Regions from separate parts of the Sus scrofa genome. Here region 2 is linked to region 1. A link is a contact called in public HiChIP or PLAC-seq data. All regions are on one chromosome and are shown on one strand. The core of a region is the stretch at or near the end of the contact, and the rest is flanking DNA. Distances in the headings are between cores, read along the strand shown.

Region 1 (5,222 bases), core at 282-2,781:
CCTAATTGGCCATTCACTTCTTAGTTCCCTACCTCTCTGTCCCTACCCTCATTCTAAGACTGTGGGTTCCCTAGATCTGGGACTTCCCTAGTGCCCATTAGAGCATAGCATTTAGCACAAAGTCAGGAATATGTGTTCAATGAATGTTCTTTGAATGGATTAAAGAACAAGTAAGCAGATTGCTAAGGATGACTGTATTTGTATTTCACTATTTTTTTCTTTTTTTTTTTTTTTGTCTTTTTGTCTGTCTTTTTGTCTTTTTAGGGCCACACCTGTGGCATATGGAGGTTCCCAAGCTAGGGGTCCAATCAGAGCTGTAGCTGCTAGCCTACGCCACAGCCACAGCAACACAGGATCTGAGCAGTGTCTGCGACCTACACCACAGCTCATGACAAAGCCAAATCCTTAACCCAATGAGCGGGGCCAGGGATCGAACCCATGTCCTCATGGATACTAATCAGGTTCCTTAACCATTGAGCTACGATGGGAACTCCTCACCATTGTCTTAATAACTAAGATTTCTAGACATAAATAAAATGAATAAAGAATTAGACAACAGAGGGAGTTCCCGTCGTGGTGCAGTGGTTAACAAATCTGACTAGGAACCATGAGGTTGTGGGTTCGATCCCTGGCCTTGCTCAGTGGGTTAAAGATCCGGCGTTGCCATGAGCTGTGGTGTAGGCCGCAGATGCAGCTCGGATCCTGCGTTGCTGTGGCTCTGGCATAGACTGGTGGCCACAGCTCCGATTCGACCCCTAACCTGGGAACCTCCATATGCCGCGGTAGTGGCCCAAGAAATGCCAAAAAAAAGACAAAAAAAAAAAAAAAAAAAAAAGAATTAGACAACAGATTGAAGTAAATACATATAAAATACAATTTAAAGAGTTCATTTACATTTTACAAGAAATTCATTAAGGCTGTAAAAAGAAGACCTAAAGCTAACTGTTACCATAAATCTAAGGGAATAAACCAGAAGAAGAGCTAGGTGAGGAAGAAAATTCCTCTTGGCATTTTGTTTCCAAGGAAGGGACATTCTTTCTCAGATGTGGATCTACAAATTGCACATCCCTTCAGTTAGTACATCCTTCACATGGCTTGCTGTACAATTGATTGGGTGATATTCTTATACTGAGAATTTTCTTATTACCATAACTACATCTCAGCATTTGCATCTTCTTTTTGTGTGTGTGTCTTATTAACTGTCGATTTATAAACCGCTTTCACATAATTACATAATCAAAACTAACAAACGTTGACGAATAAATGTCTCATCTATACCTAATAATACATGGTTCTGTCCTAGAATTACAAACACGTTTTTAATTCATTGATATTTAAAATCCATGACTTTCTTTCTGTATACAAAAAAAAAGGAGAATTTTGAGACAGTTCCTAAGGAGGAAATTCGTCAACATACTCCACACTCCCTTTTTCCTCCGCCCTCCTCCCCTCTTCAAATCTCGTTCCTTTGACTGGAAATATCGCGAGATGTCGAGTTCTCTTGAGTTCTCCCATGAGCCTCCGGTCTTTCTTTTCCAGTAAGCGGCCTGAGGTGAGTGTGTCTTCGTCTTTTCTTCGCGAGTGGTGAATCCTCCGGTTATCGCTGCCATCCTGACCTTGGCTGCACCGATTTCGAAATTCTTGGGGACAGGACCTTCGTGGTTACTGATTCTTAACTAGTGATGGTGTTCCTCCGTGCTGGGGGGACGTTTCGGAGTTAACAGCTTGACTCCCTGATGCTGTCCGGCCTCTGCCGCCGGCAGAGGGGCGAGATGCGCGGGAATGGGGGTGGCAGAGGTACAGGCAGTTTGTGGTCGGTGCTGACTCCTGAGGTCCAGTGTCTCGCGGTAAGTGGTGGCCGCTAATGAAGGGCGTTTGGGACTGAACGGAGAGATCTGGGGAAATAAGGTCAATTCGAGTCGCGGCTTTGTTTAGTTATTGGGTGTGTTTCACATTCAGTGGCACTGAACGTGGGTTAGAGCCTCGAAAGTGGAAAGATATAGAGGGAGCGTGTAGGGGGTTGTAGTTGGATTGAGTTATTTTGGCCTGAAGGATCCAGATTTGGATTGGAACACACGGTATCTTCTTGAGGGTTAAAGAGGGCTGCTGAGCTCCGTGTCAGCACTGCTGTAGTTAGCGTAGTTGCAAAGGGGATGGAACGCTGGATAGAAAGGGTGGCTGCGATACTGGCATTTCCTTGGACACCTTTGGATTAGTCATGGCAACTATTCTCTGAGCAGCTGCCTGCGTTGGGTCCATATATAAAGTATGAGTTACAATATGTATTGATAGCATTATGTTTGCTCGCTTCCAGGTGACCTCTAAAAATGGTTCGCTATTCACTCGACCCAGAAAACCCCACAAAATGTAAGTGAACAAGAAAAGAAACATTTTTTATTTTGGAGTAATAGGCTACAGGACACCCAAAATTAACACAAATTTTTTCTGTGTATTTTAGCATGCAAATCAAGAGGTTCAAATCTTCGTGTTCACTTTAAGGTATGTGAATCCACAGCTATACTCTACAAGAGTTGTTCCATGAGTTCTAGTGAGTGTTGTCACCATTGTGAAAAGGTAGCTGCAGTGATGTGTTTCTTAGGACACCTTTGGATTTACCATGAAAATAAATTGATTCTGAGCAGCTACCTTTTGGTACATATACATGTAAGGAGTGTGTTGCTTTAGCATTTGCAGAATTAGGAAAAAGTGCCAAAGAACTGCTTGGGAACCTAGTGTACAGATGAAGGTATGGAACATTGTAGATGACAGGATGACAGTGTAGGGCATAGGTGATTGACTCCACCTTCAAACCAAGCTTCCTTAGCTTTTTTTTTTTTTTTGTCTTTTTGTCTTTTTGTCTTTTTGTCTCTTCTAGGGCTGCTTCCGCAGCATATGGAGGTTCCCAGGCTAGGGGTCGAATCGGAGCTGTGACCCCACAGCTCACAGCAACGCCGGATCCTTAACCCACTGAGCAAGGCCAGGGATCGAACCTGCAACCTCATGGTTCCTAGTCAGATTCGTTAACCACTGCGCCACGACGGGAACTCCCCTTAGCTCTTGATCACAGAATTTTTAATTGCATTATTTCGTTATATTGTAATATTTCATTGTATTGATCACAGAATTTTATTATATAACATGGAAAAGTTGTAGGTGTTGGCAATGTTGACATTTTGAAAATCTTAGAATTTCATGTTTTAAAATTGTGATTATGGTTAACTCACAGCTTATATTATTTGTATTTAGAACACTCGTGAAACTGCCCAGGCCATTAAGGGTATGCATATTCGAAAAGCCACCAAGTATCTGAAAGACGTCACTCTACAGAAGCAATGTGTGCCATTCCGTCGTTACAATGGTGGAGTCGGTAGGTGTGCCCAGGTGAGAATTCATAGCTGCCATTTTAAAAGACAAATTGTAAAAGGAAAGTGTCTTTTATCTCTTTCTGGTTGCTGTGATGACAAATCTTAGGACACCTTTGGATTAACCATGAAAAAAACCATGTCCTGAGCAACCTTGATGTCAGTTAAAATCATCTTGTAACATTGATTTAAGTTGCGGGAAGTGGCTAATAGTCTCTGCTTTTCTTTTTGTTTGTTTGATTTTTAGGCCAAACAGTGGGGCTGGACACAGGGTCGGTGGCCCAAAAAGAGTGCTGAATTTTTATTGCACATGCTTAAAAATGCAGAGAGTAATGCTGAACTTAAGGTACCTGAAACATTAATGTTTTTATACATAAAGCTTGGATTCAGTTTAAATTGCTATGTCTAGTTTGATTTCCTTGACTGTCTTTCTCTTTGTTTTCAGTATTTTAAGAAGGGTGGTAAGCTTTCTTACATGGACCTTTTTCATAGTACAATACATCCCTTCACGGAATATTTTTAAATATAAACAGTAATATAACGCACTTTTACAAAGGAACCATTATAATTGCCTTAGTAATGATTAATGTAGTTTGTTGTTTACACTCATAACGAGGAGACACATTAAGTTTCAGAAGTTAAAATAGTGATGTAGTCAACAAAACATAGGCTTGTCCATTTGAGAAGTTATCCATTACCTTTTTTGCTTCTGAAAATCTAGGCCAGAACTAGAATTAATGTAGGTCTGTTTAGCTTTAGCCGTCGTTTCCATTTGACCTCCAGCCGGGGAACTTCCATATGCCAGGGATGTGGCCCTTTTTAAAAAAAGAAAAACACTTAAAGATACTACCAGATCCTGTACTCGCCCTCCTTTATGGATGCCACTTAAATTTAGCACTGAGGTTTAATATTTAGAGTTAAGGAAAGTCACCTAGAATAAAGGTGAAAAAACATGATTGAACAAACATGCCATTTAGAGTCCTAAGAATAGCCTTTCAGATTTGTTATTAAGACAGGGACTTGAATGATGCAACTTGTGGTATCGATGTTAAGGTGTTACCTGATCTTGTTCCCTCTCCCTTGTTCTCAGGGCTTAGATGTAGATTCTCTGGTCATTGAGCACATCCAGGTGAACAAAGCCCCCAAAATGCGGCGTAGGACTTACAGAGCTCATGGTCGAATCAACCCTTACATGAGTTCTCCCTGCCACATTGAGATGATCCTTACTGAAAAAGAGCAGATTGTTCCTAAGCCAGAAGAGGAGGTTGCACAGAAGAAAAAGGTAAATTTCTTGTCTGTGTTCACTTTTTCTTTATTAGATTTATGGTTGCTGTGATGACTAACTTAGGACACCTTTGGAATAACCATGAAAGGAAACTATTCTGAGCAACCAGAAACCTAATCATTTTATTTTGACTTTTATTTTGGGTCTCATTTAGTTTCTTCACTAATGTAGTGACTACTAAATTTGTATTCATCTTCATTAGAACTGTGTGGTTATCTGCTGGTGTCCCCACCTAGATGTCTGTAATCACTGGACATGTAGCATGTCCAGAACTGGGCTCCTTTACCTTCCTTATCAGTATCTTGACCTCCTTCCCCCCATACCCCCCCCCCCCCAAAAAAAACCCTTGAGTTCAGGAGTTCCCGTCGTGGCACAGTGGTTAACGAATCCGACTAGGAACCATGAGGTTGCAGGTTCGGTCCCTGCCCTTGTTCAGTGGGTTGACGATCCGGCGTTGCCGTGAGCTGTGGTGTAGGTTGCAGACACGGCTCGGATCCCGCATTGCTGTGGCTCTGGCGTAGGCCGGTGGCTACAGCTCCGATTAGACCCCTAGCCTGGGAACCTCCACATGTCGA
Region 2 (5,432 bases), core at 1,146-3,645, 890 kb before region 1:
TAAAAATTAAATGATATTAATTAAGTTACAATCAATTAAGATTAATTCAATGTTAATACATAAAAATAAGGCAAGTCTTATGCTGGATGTGAAAGTCTCTGTTTAGTGGGTTAAAAACCCGTTTTGGGAGGAGGAGAGGGTCACAGATACCCATGTTGTAGCCCCTGTGTCTTTGTGTCTGCGACTGTGTTGAGGGGACCACAAGTAAAAACTCTTAGGAAAGGTGAAAAAAAATCAGATCTAAATGAGTACCAAACAAGTTGCTGTAAGTTACTATGTCCAGAGTCAAGAAATCCAGAAAAAAAATTCTCAGCCAAGCTTAAAAAAAATCTAATTTTTCCCAGACCTCTCTCTCCTCAACCCAAAACCAACAAAGTCACTTTTGACTTTGAATGTGAACATGTGGCCATTTACAATGACCACAACTTTCCCATCCAGTGGTGGGGTAAGGGGAGGGTGTACTGACATTTTTTTAATCTCACTTGATTTCCATGGTTGCCCAGGTTAGATCATTACATCATTACCCTGAGGAGATGCCTAGCTCTCTGATCTGCAGATTTTTTTTATTATACACACTTCCATTTTTTAAAAAATTAAAAATTAACTTTATAGGAGAGAACACTGTATCATATATGAAACAAGAGAACTGAAGTGGACATCACCAGGAATTGGGCAAATCTACACTCTGGTGGTCACCAGTGTTAGCTATGCAGCAGTAGGGAAAGGATAGAGTTAAACCCAAGTGTGTTTGGTTTGCAGAAACTAACCATTAAGTTTCAGAAAGTTCCAGACACCAGATGTTCCAAGAAGGCTAGGATGCATTCTAGTAAACAAGATACTACAGTGAGAACAAGTAATCAAGAACAGACTTGCTTGAAGCTTTGGGCAACCTAGAGCAACCTCTGCCTATTACAAGGATCATGCCTACTCCTAGGCTTAAAAATCCCCCATGGAGACAGAGCTTTGAGGGCTATCTCCTGTCTCCTTACTTGTCATAAGTAATAAGAAATAAATGCTTCCGGTTTAACTGAAAGTTCTTGGTGTGTTCATCAGTGAAGCACCCCAAGTGACAAACTCATTGTGTCTGGTCACACAGGGTCAGGGGAAGACTTGATGAAGCCTTTAAAATTTTTGGTCCATCCATTCTCACCACACATGGTCAGGTCATCATCATTTACTGCCAGTCTGTGGTTTCTCTGGACTAATTCTGAGGGATGAGGGCTGCTGCAGAGGCCCAGAGGCTTAATCTTGCTAAGCCTGGCTAACATCTGATAGGAGGAGTGACAGCTGGAAAGAGTGGTGGGAAGAGTCAACAGAGATAATCAATAAACTATACTAAGGAACAGAAGAGCTGTTGTTATGATTGTGGCACGTGGAAGTTCCCTGGCCAGGGAGTGAATCTGTGCCGCTACAGCGACTCAGGGCAGCTGCTGTGACAACACCAGATCCTTAACCCTCTGAGCCAGCAGGGAACGCTGAAGAGAGTTTTATTTGAGCCAAGCTGCGGACTGGGGCAGGAGTGCAGCCTCCACCAAGGAAGTAAGGGCTCCAGAGAAGCATGGTTTTCAGCACAGTTTCATACCCTGTCAGAACAAAGAGAATACATCAAACACGACAGGGGTACCTTTCTTCAAGGTTTCAACAGACCCTAGTTACAAATTAGCATATAGACAGACAGCGAGCGTTACCTTGACATCTGGAACAGGTACTTTAATCTCCAAGAAGATCTAGCATTGGTGTCATAGGAAGGGAGGCATTTCTCCCTACTGTAAAAGTGGACATTCTTTATATAATGGTTAAAGCAAAATACAAGGTATGTTTGACTGTTCTAGTTCACATAAAGTTCAGGACAAATCAGGTATAAGCCCGGCTGGCTTCATTAGTCCCCAATATGCGAAATTTTCTTCCATCAGAGGTGATATGGGAGGCGTAACAACAGGACTGATTTCCTTCCCAAAGCAAAGCACAGCATGCCTGGAGCCCATTATTAAAATACATGTGGAAGGGAAAAATGACTGAATAAGAGCGTCTCAATCGGGTAACGTTGCCAAAGCTGCCCCTTCGCCTGCGAACATCTAGACAGTACCAGCTGCTGGCATCGTAATCGACCGCCAAGATGGCGGCGCCCTCTCAGAAGCCGTTTAGGACGCTGCCATGTGTTGCCTATGAACGGAGGGACTCTGCCACCTTACGGAATCGGATTTCAAGATGACGGCGTCTGCTTGGAAATCGCTCAGTAGGCGCGACCATATTGCCTAAACGTCTGGGCCGTACAAACAGTCCTGTACGGACAGGACCCGCAGACAAGGTGGCGGCGCCCTCGGTAGAGCGAAATATAGGCGTGGCCATGTTGCTTGCGAACTTATGGACGCGGCCACCGTACGGTCTCAGTAGTCAAGATGGCGGCGCCTGAGAGACAGTCCGGGCTTTTAGGCGTGCTACTTGCTTGTTTGTCGCGGAGCGGACGCACTGGGCCTGCGCAATAGGAGTACCTTGCTTGGGAGGCGCGTCTAAAAGCGGAAGTGCTTGTGGGCGCCTTTGCAACGGCCGCGGACGCCGCCGAGCGGTCTGTGTAGGTTCGCGGGTCTCTGGCGGGGTTTGTGAGGGGCTTCGCCAGGAGCGGAGAAATGGTGAGTGCGAGGTCCCAGGATGGGTCGGCGGTCGAGGTCAGTGGGGTTGGAAGCGGCGGGTTCCATGGGCAAACGCATAGGGGGTCTTTGGTGAACCGTAAGAAGAGTCTCTGGGCAGAATGGAGGGGGCCCGTGGTAAGCCTTAACAGGAGTCTGTGGGTAGAATGATGGGGGGCTGATGGTCAGATTTTTTATTTATGCGTAAGCCACATGGGAGTTCTGTGATGAGGGTCCGTAATGGAAGTTTAGGGGGGATCCGTGGTGGTAGTTCCTTGGGGGTCCGGATGGGGGATTCTTTGTGCGGAGTGATGATAAGCTTGCGAAGAGTTGTCTTGGGCAGTCTGGAGTGAGCAGTGTGAGTCCGTGTGGAGGGACCCAGGGGGCGGGGCTGTCTCCGAGGTTAATAACCGGGCATCTGAGGGGAACCCAGGTGGGAAGGCTGAGGAATAAATCATATGGTGTCTGTGAGACCCTGTGGTGGGGATTTGTGGGGAGCCATGTCGGAGGGCAAAATATGGTGAGTGGTAGGTTGTTTGTAACTAGCCGTCAAGAGTGGGAGAGTGGAGTAATGGGCTATCAGTGGGATGAGTGATTGGAAGTCTGGGGCAGAGTAGTGGGTGTCAGAAGTGAGTCATGGGGGTGATCTGTGGGGACTATGGTGGAGAGGTTGATGAGGAGCCATGATGAGACTATTGGCAGAGTGTTGGGGTCTGTGGTGAACCTTGATGGAACTGTACTGGAGGGATGAGGTGCCATGATGGGGGTTCTCTAAGAAGCCATGGTGGGGATATCCCACAGGAGGGGGATGCTTCAGACCCAGAACCTCCAGATGCTGGGGAGGACAGCAAGTCAGAGAATGGGGAGAATGCGCCCATCTACTGCATCTGCCGCAAACCAGACATCAACTGCTTCATGATGTGAGCTGGGGGAGAGGTGGGCAGGATTGACACCTGGCCAGGTTGCGGGGAGGCCGATGGGGCAGGACCCCTCACATCTCCATCACTCACCCTGTTTTCTGCAGCGGGTGTGACAACTGCAATGAGTGGTTTCATGGGGACTGCATCCGGATCACTGAGAAGATGGCCAAGGCCATCCGGGAGTGGTATTGTCGCGAGTGCCGAGGTGAGGGAGTGGAATGGACAGGGCAGGCAAGTGGGGCTTCGAGGGAGGAGGAGGAGCCTTTATGGGAAGGTGAGTCCTGGGGAGCGGTGATATGTGTCTGGGGACAGAGTGATTATTGGTTGTGCTGAGCTGGAACGGAGGCTTCATTGTGAGCTGTGATAGAAAGTCCCACTGGCAGGGGCAGCTCTTCTGGGGGTATGAAGACAGAGCAGGTGGGTGGGACAGAAGAGGAGAGAAGGGGAAGAAAGACTTCTGGGACCATCCATATCTCCCAGTGCCAACACATGCTGGCTGTATCCTCTGTCCCACAGAGAAGGATCCCAAGCTGGAGATCCGCTATCGGCACAAGAAGTCACGGGAGCGGGACAGTAACGAGCGAGATGGCAGTGAGCCCCGGGACGAGGGTGGAGGGCGCAAGAGGCCTGTCCCGGAAGCGGACCTGCAGCGCCGGGCAGGGACGGGGACAGGGGTTGGGGCCATGCTTGCCCGGGGCTCCGCCTCGCCCCACAAATCCTCTCCACAGCCCCTGGTGGCCCCACCCAGCCAGGTGAGTGGCTTTGATGTCTGGAATAGGTGAGGGGATCCTATCTCAGGCCCTGCTCTGGTTCCTAATTTCTGTTCTGGGCACCTCGTCCTAGCATCACCAGCAGCAGCAGCAGCAGCAGCAACAACAGCAGATCAAACGGTCAGCCCGCATGTGTGGCGAGTGTGAGGCCTGCCGGCGCACTGAGGACTGTGGCCACTGTGACTTCTGCCGAGACATGAAAAAGTTCGGGGGTCCCAACAAGATCCGGCAGAAGTGCCGGCTGCGTCAGTGCCAGCTTCGGGCCCGGGTGAGCATGGGCAGGGCTGGGCAGGGTCTGGGGGGGCCATTGTCTTCAGAAAGAGATGATTAAGGCTAGGGCGGGTGGGCTGGGTGGGGTGGGGCATAATTGTATACAGATAGCTGGGGAGGAGCCCGGCCTGTCCTGATGAATGGGGTGCAACCAGGTGTGCTGGGCTAGCAGGGGAGCCCCCAACCTCAGCTGGGCAGGGTAGGACCAGATGTTTCCAGGTGGTCAAGCATGTCAAGGCAGGTGGGGCAGGGCTGAGCATGTCCTAGTGATGGGGGGGCAGGTGTGTTTAGGGAGTTGGTGGGGTCAAGCACTTGTGGAAAGGGTAAGGGCAGGGCCACCCTCCATCCACCTGGGGCTGACCTGGGCCTTCCTCCTGCCGGCACAGGAATCGTACAAGTACTTCCCTTCCTCGGTGAGTCCAGCCCCCCAGGGCGGGCGGGGCATGCGGGCAGGGCGGTCAGGGCCAGTCCTGAGATTCTGCCCCGCAGCTCTCGCCAGTGACGCCCTCAGAGTCCCTGCCAAGGCCTCGCCGGCCACTGCCCACCCAGCAGCAGCCACAGCCATCGCAGAAGCTGGGGCGCATCCGTGAGGACGAGGGGGCAGTGGCATCTTCGGCAGTCAAGGAGCCACCAGAGGCTACGGCTACGCCCGAGCCGCTCTCGGACGAGGATCTCCCACTGGACCCTGACCTGTACCAGGACTTCTGTGCAGGGGCCTTTGATGACCATGGCCTGGTGAGCAGGCAGAGCGTCCCATGGTGGAAGGGTAGAGGTTACAGAAGCAGAGAATGTCCATAATGAGGAGAGAGGAGGCAGAGGGTATGGAAAGCTGATTTGGGGACCGA

The links. HiChIP or PLAC-seq counts read pairs in DNA pulled down with a chosen protein or histone mark.
Region 2: an H3K27ac HiChIP or PLAC-seq map of alveolar macrophages shows a contact between it and region 1. The contact joins the promoter of CXXC1 here to the promoter of RPL17 in region 1. A contact is called at or near these places in 1 of 5 promoter capture datasets (liver) and 1 of 2 datasets of contacts at active chromatin or transcription factors (alveolar macrophages).

Annotation. Positions count from the first base shown.
Region 1 is chr1:99,044,715-99,049,936 of Sscrofa11.1, reverse strand. RPL17 (ribosomal protein L17) reads left to right here and starts at 1,531. Exons shown (of 7, transcript NM_001244558.1): 1 at 1,531-1,552; 2 at 2,315-2,367; 3 at 2,459-2,499; 4 at 3,247-3,381; 5 at 3,610-3,708; 6 at 4,453-4,644. The coding sequence starts at 2,328.
Region 2 is chr1:99,937,088-99,942,519 of Sscrofa11.1, reverse strand. CXXC1 (CXXC-type zinc finger protein 1) reads left to right here and starts at 2,395. Exons shown (of 15, transcript XM_003121437.4): 1 at 2,395-2,630; 2 at 3,429-3,547; 3 at 3,652-3,752; 4 at 4,064-4,299; 5 at 4,391-4,585; 6 at 4,974-5,000; 7 at 5,077-5,322. The coding sequence starts at 2,628.